2 separate regions of the Mus musculus genome follow, and region 2 is linked to region 1. Evidence: chromatin contacts called from public Hi-C data. All regions are on one chromosome and are shown on one strand. The core of a region is the stretch at or near the end of the contact, and the rest is flanking DNA. Distances in the headings are between cores, read along the strand shown. Region 1 holds the start of Tshr (thyroid stimulating hormone receptor). Region 2 overlaps Ston2 (stonin 2).

Region 1 (3,436 bases), core at 665-3,164:
CATTTTTATTCATTTACACACTGGGAGGTGTGCTATGGTGCTCATGTGGAGATCAGAGGACAACCGGTGAGATTCAGTGCTCACTTTCCACCATATAGATTCCAGGGATCAAACTCAGGTTGTTGTGCTGTGGGGCAAGCTCTTTTTACCCACTAAGCCATCTCATTGGCCTTATGTGCCCAAATCTTTAATTACGTTCTCTTGCTTTGTCTAGGTTTCCTAGTGTCATTCTCCAGTGAGAGTTCTCCTGCATATCAAAGATGGTCAAATGTCCCAAATGGGCAGTAGGGATAGCAGCTCCCCCAGTCCCCATCACAGCCCCTGCTATAATGACGGTCCCTGTGCCTCCCTGGAGAGGCAAGTAAGAAAAGATCCAGTGCTGCATTGGAACTGTCTCTCCTTCCCATCCATAAGACCACAGAAGCATTGTATCGGCAGTGTAGAGAGAGGAGATCGACTTCACTCTCACTACCATAGTACACAGGTAGATCATGCTAAGGAAGAAACACCCTCAGCATGTTAGCAACATATCAAACAGCCAGCCCAGGATGTTTAGCATCCTGATGGATGCTGCAAAGTGAGGCTAACTCAAGGATTTGCGTTATAAACCAGAGGTCTCTTCAAAAACTCTAAATGAGGATGGGGTGGAGATGGCAGAACACTGTCTTGACATGACATGGCTGTGAGCCAATAGAAGCTGTGATTGCCTGCCCATGACCTGAGTACGTTTAAACCCTTTAGCATACTGCCATAAAGTGGGTAAGGGCTCAGAAGGCCCCCACCCCTACCTGAAGATTTAACAGATGTTGATGTTTCCTTGGTTCCTTGGGAGGGAGAGACATTTTCTTTATGTGGTTTCACCACTGGTAACTGCTCAGGCTCCTATAACCCCCTCATGTATGCTCCTGTAAGCAATCTAGTTAAACCCCTTTGGGACACACACATTCAGGAGACTAGTTCAGAATAAAGGAGAGATCAGATGGAATGGGAGGGGAACCCTCCCCCTTTTTTGAAACCCTTCTTGGTTCTGACAAGTCCAAGGATTCATTTCTAATAGGCTCCCGATTATGTTTTGTTTTGTTTTGTTTTGTTTCCTTCTTATAGACAGAGTCTGTCTACATAGCCCTGGCTACCTTGGAACTCACTATGCTGACCAAGCTGGACTGGAACTCACAGAAATTCACAGAAAGTCTCTTGACTGCTGGGATTAAAGTCGAGAGCCACTATGCCGTCTCTGATCAAGCTTTTAACAATTATTTGATAAGTCAAATGGCCAAGGTAATTTCTCATCTAGGGATACTTACAGGGGAATTTGGGAAGAGAAGCAATTGTATTTTCTAAGATAAGTTTTAAAAGTTAATTCTTAAGGTTGTGTGTGTGTCTAACTATTACTTGATGTGAAACTAGAATCCAGCGGGCACTAGGAGTTGGCACAATGTAGACAGACTACTTGTAACTTTTTATTAAGCACAACTCCCAGGTATCTTGAACCAAAGTTTTATTAGGGATTCTGTCCCCCGTGTCAGCAGCATAGCTGACCTTCCCGAGCATGGGGGATTGAATTTGTACAGGGACTGACCAGATATCCGCGCACACCCCAACACACACCACGAATTTCTCGGGGGGGGGGGGTCTTGGCCTTGGCTACTCACAGAGTCTGGGTGCTGGGCGGCAGGCTGGGGATTCGGTGGAGCTCCTTGCAGGTGACTCTGAAGTCGTCCTCCTGGTGACACTCACAGGGTGGAGACGCACACTCTTTGCCCCGCAGGCTCCTGGACAGGGCGAGCAGCAGAACAAGCAGCAGCAGGGACCCTGGCCTCATTTTCCAAGGGACCCTCTGGGCTACTTCATCGTTGCGCGCTGTCGCCACATTCTCAGTGCCCTGCGTCTGACGCTGGAAGAGACCCGGGTGCAGGAGGGGAAGGGAGGGAGGAGGAGGGCTCCGAGGGGCTGTGACCTCATCGCTGGAGAGCACGCTGGAGAGGGGGAAGGAGAGGCTCTCAAGTGCTCCGCTTGCCTAGGCAACTCTCCATCCAAACAAGCCTGCTTGCGGCACTTCATCAGCCTCGCAGCGCCTTCTGTTCCGAGACACCCAACCTCGGTCCCTGTGTCGTTCCCTCCCTGTCACCTATTAGTTCTTTCTTAAGTCTAGACACGCTTTCGTCTCTCCTGGTCTCCGAACTCCTGAAGCTACATTTCCCGACTGAGCAGCCTTTAAGAGCTGTGCCGACCGGGGACCCACCCAAATGGGCTCCGTCTAATGTCTCCACGGAGGGGACTGTTGTGGGACTCTCTAGTGTCCCGTGGAACTTCGGCTTCTCCAGGTTAAAAGTCTCCGGAGCAGTCAGCACAACCCGTGACAGCTTAGAGTGCAGCTGAAGGGGGACGAGTCACTCCGGGCGAGACAATCCTCCATGCTGTCTAGCTGGAACAGCCACGGTCCAGCTTGGAGGCGCCACTAAACGTCTGGAGATGCTGCTCTCACCAAACCCAGCAGCTCCGTGAAGTCAGGCGCTGGGCTCTGGGGCCATCTGCTGTAGATAACTGGGAACTGCGCACACAGGTTCCCTTGCCTGCACGGTAACAGTCTGGTTTTACGAATCTGCTTAGAATCCTAGACACTTTTCATTCTCATCCACCCTCTCCAGAAATCCAGAATGAAGAGAACACTTAAGTGCCACCTTGCTCTTCTCACACCCACCAAGAATATTAGCTACAAATGTAAACTAGATTGTGTCAATTTTCTTCTTGGAAGTATAACTGCTTGCTCGTTCCTCTAGGAGCAAAAGGAATACTAACTCCTCACATGCCACACGGCTTCTTTTACAGGTAACTCCAGAGCAGGAGGGAAAGGTGTGGTGGTGGAAATCAGAAGAAACATGAAGAGAGAAGGCTCTAAAAATACAGGATGGAGGTTAAGGGCAGGTAAATATTAAGATTTATTGAACTGTACCTTTAAGATATACACATCCCCATGTTTATAGAAACTTTATTGTCACCCCAAAGTGTAAACAACCCCACGTGTCCTTCAAGAAAACTGTGAATGCACAAACAATATTTCATAGAAAATGAATCGAGCTCTAGTTTACATGACATGTACAAATCTAGAACACGACTGGCAAGCACAAGGAACTAAATTCACAGCATTATGTACTTATGTGTGATCATTCCTATACATGACATTATGTGGTATTTTCGGTGGAAGTAAAGCCAGGGCTGGGGATAAAGCTCAGTTGGTAGAGTGCTTGCCTACCATGTTCAAGGCTCCAAACCTAGCCAAGTGTAAACTTGGTGTGGTGGGATACTTCTGCAATCCCAGCTGTGGGAGTCAGAGGCAGGAGGATCAAGGTACTTGGCTACATAGCAACTTGTAGGCCACCATAGGCTCTATGAGGCTCCAAAGGACTGAAGTCTTGAGAAGGAGGATGACTACAAA
Region 2 (3,436 bases), core at 413-2,912, 240 kb before region 1:
ATGAAGGGCCTTAAGTGGTCAATGACAGAGACATTTAGTCACTCTATTCACCATTGCCTACTGGAATCCCACACCATTGAATAAAATCAACGAGATCTGTTCTTATCCCTCGAACCTATGGAATAGTGGAGGCAGGGACGACAGATATATGCAGAGAAAACTTGTTCTCCCTCCTGAATTGGCACACAGGTAGTATTTGAGCAACTCTGGGAGACGAAGAATGAATAAGAATTTTCCACATGGACCATGGGGAATCCTAGAGTCCTTGGGACTGGGGTTCCACTGTGTCAGCTGCCAGAACACCCACGAGACTCCAGGCAATTCCACAGGACCTCCGGGGGTTCATTTGGGTCATTTGTCTCATGCTCCTCCTTTCCCTTTCCTCTTAGTCCTGATGTTTTCTCCATCTTTTATTTTTGCAGGTGGAAATTGAACAGAAAAAGAGTTTGAAGCCAGACTTTGAGGGAGAGGACTTGGAAAACCCAAAGGAATGTGGGGTACAGTGACAGGGACCACCCCTCAAGGAACTCAAGAGTGTCTTCCCGAATAACTCAAGTTTAAGTCAACACCTGCTGTGGCTGCTCTGTGGGGGGCAGTCTCCCTGGGTTTCCTGTGTGCCCTTACCTGTGGGCCCCAGGGAATCCTCAGGGGGCTGCTTCCAATAGGCTCCCCGGCACTGAGCATGCCTGAAGCATGTGACGCCCCCGGCTTCTGGAGTTTACTATGGATTGAGCCCCCTTGTCTCTTTTCTGCTTACATCGTGGCGCTGGTATGTGGTTGGCAGTGACGATCAGAGACCTGAAAAGAAGCTCCAACATCAGTGTCAGCAGTTTGTCCCCAGTACTCACGGGTCCCTTGTATGTTTCTGGAAAAAAGTAGCCTTGACAGTTGATTAAGAATCCATCTCTGATGCTCCCTCTATAAAAGATTCAAAGACTCCCAAAGCCATTTCTCTGGGCCTGCTTTTCGAGATACCTCTATTTCTTTTTTAAATGGTGGCATTCTGCAGCAGAGGGTTTCCAAATGTCTCCCTTCTGGTTCTGGATTTGTTCAAGATCAAAACGCTCTTCCAGATCCCTCCTCTCCCATTTGCTATCCTAAATCAGGGCGCTCTGTGGCAAAGCCCTCCCTATCTGATCATTTCAAATTCGGGTGTTGCAGCTTAAGTCTACAGATGGACTAGACTGGATTCACAGTCTGTTGGGGGGGAAAAAAAAAACGATCTTATTTTTCTTCCCTTGAAGGAAAAGGAGCATTAAATGTCAGCTTATATTCAGTTCAGAGGACAGCTTCAATCATAAAATATGCCAGATTCTCACTGGTCACTTTAAATTCCCGAAATAGAGTCATGGCTGTAATTTCATGTGTGTAGAAGAGACACTTGGAATTTCCTTTTATACCTCAGATACAATGACTGTTACACATCTCTTCCCTCAAAATCTAGAGACATTTAAGCTTAAAAGATCGTTGTAAAAGCTGTGTTTGAATGATCTTTACCCCAAATTCCAAGGTTGGTAGTTAAAATAGTGTCAAAGTTCAAAAGGCACCAGGTGGCGGCGGCACACACCTTTAATCCCAGCATTTGGAAGGCAGAGGCAAGTCTGCCTGAGTTCAAAGTCAGCCTGACCTATAGAGTGAGTTCCAGGACAGCCCTGGGTGCAGAGAGAAATCCTGTCTAGAAAAACCAAAACCAAAACAAAAAGGCAGAAGGCTCCAGAGTAGAGCTGGGGAAAGCCAGTCTCCAGTGCCAAGAATGTGAAATCCTGATTCCAGGACTCAGGCCAGCCTCCTTTTCCCTCCCTCCCCGCCCCCTGCTTATTTGTACTCTGGTAAATTCTCTCAAGAAGAAGACAGTGAGAGGACAGAATGCATATTTTATCAGACTTGGGGAATATGTGGAAATAAATAGAAAAGATCTGTAGTTTGGGACAAAGCGACTCGAGCTTTTTTTCAGCTCATATTCAGTGAGCTATGTACTGACTTAGGCATTAGAAACCATTGCCGTGTTTTGAACCATATGTTTAACTCTCTAAGCATTAGATTGAAATGAAAAGGACAAGCTGCATGGGCCTAGATGGGAAGACCTGTATTTTGAGAGTTTAAAATGTCACCCTTTGAGCACAGAGGTGTGTGTGTGTATGTGTGTGTGGTGTGTGTGTGTGTGTAGTGTGGTGTGTGTTGATGAGAACTAGGGAGATTTGATATTGTAACAGTCCATATAGAAATGTTTTTTTGAGGAGTTCAGTTTTGAAGCAGGAATAGATCCACGGCTGGTCACAAAGCTAATGCCGTCCATCTGTGGTGGTAGGTCTTTAACAGCTGTGCATGATGCATCGGCCAGCACACGCCTGAGTGGAGGCTTACATTCAAGTCTAGCTACTGTATTTTAGGGGAGACATTAATAAGTTGACCGTATCCACAGGCAGGTGACCCCTGGTTATAGAAGGAGGGGGGAGGTGCAGCTCTCCAGCAGAGCAGAGGGCATGGCCGGGAAGGGAGCGCAGGGAAGTTGGGGAATGAGGTAATGGTCAATTACCAACCAGGGTTTCCGCAGAGCTATAAAAAGGAAGAAGGGTTAGCTTTGTTTTGCATAACTTCAAAGGCAAAAAGAAATAGGAACAGAAGAGAACTTTACAGATGACAGTTACAGGAATCTTCTAGGAAAGAAGTGTTCTAAAGAAGAACGGGTAAAGTAAGATGTCCTGCTGCAGCAAGTGCCCAGAGGTTAACCCGGCCAGCTATCCCAGGGACGGTCACGCTGGGTTGGGCAAGATGGCAGGAAAGCTCTTTTTCAAACAATCTTGATAGGAGTGAGGCTGTCTAAGCCCCAGGCAGCCTTTCCGCTATGTGTTTTGTGCTGTTGGAGGGCAGTAGAGTTGTCGAGAAGAAGTCTGTGTTTTTCCACACTTGGGTTAAAGGCCTTGAGAGTCTCAGCTGACCAGTGGGCTGAAGAGTTGGTTGAAAGGGTGAAGGTCATCTCTGGCTTAGCCCTGTGTCAGGAGCCCTGCCTGGGCTGCTAGCAGGCACAGCACCTGTTTTGCCTTGTTCTTCCCATCCCCTTGGCTAATTCTTCTGCCTTGGTACTTCACCTGAACTATTTGGACTTTTTAAGATTTGTTTTGCCTTAATCAAAAGATGAAACAAAAAGTCCCTCTGCCCTATTTATATTTGGCAAGCAATTTATCACTAATTTTTAAGTATGGACTACCCTCTTGGTTCCATCAAATTTGGTCGGCCTCTACTGTGCTTAGGGTCATTACGGATCACACGTAGGGAGGTGATGTGTAGTTCAGGACTTACTGATAACCTACCTAAAAAACATATAGTTGGGCAGATTACCTTTTGATATGCAGAATGTTTGCTTGCCACAGTGGTCCTCAACTTTTATTTTTCTGTGCTTACAAAAACAAAAACAAAACCCAAATCTATATTATCA

The links. Hi-C and Micro-C count contacts between places; a contact is called where the count stands out from the background.
Region 2: a Hi-C map of uterus shows a contact between it and region 1, with 4 times the contacts expected there. The contact joins the enhancer-like site here to the promoter of Tshr in region 1. A contact is called at or near these places in 17 of 39 promoter capture datasets (the 3T3-L1 cell line, 3T3-L1-derived adipocytes, the C10 cell line and 12 more), 45 of 484 Hi-C or Micro-C datasets (the AML12 cell line, the Ba/F3 cell line, the G1E-ER4 cell line and 26 more), 8 of 115 datasets of contacts at active chromatin or transcription factors (astrocytes, bone marrow-derived dendritic cells, embryonic basal ganglia and 3 more) and 2 of 9 other capture datasets (embryonic stem cells and pancreatic islet).

Annotation. Positions count from the first base shown.
Region 1 is chr12:91,399,471-91,402,906 of GRCm38.p6, reverse strand. It overlaps Tshr (thyroid stimulating hormone receptor), which reads right to left and starts at 1,914. Exons shown (of 10, transcript NM_011648.5): 1 at 1,653-1,914. The coding sequence starts at 1,822.
Region 2 is chr12:91,636,792-91,640,227 of GRCm38.p6, reverse strand. It overlaps Ston2 (stonin 2), which reads left to right. Exons shown (of 7, transcript NM_175367.6): 7 at 423-3,436. The coding sequence ends at 506. Among named protein-coding and RNA genes, the nearest start is that of Gm16876, 43 kb to the left of the region's middle. Within about 2 kb of position 1,662, at least 32 of the 459 cell types and tissues checked have an H3K27ac peak or open chromatin away from gene starts, as enhancers often do. A contact at or near this core is called in brown adipocytes, liver, muscle stem cells and 2 more, where this site is marked.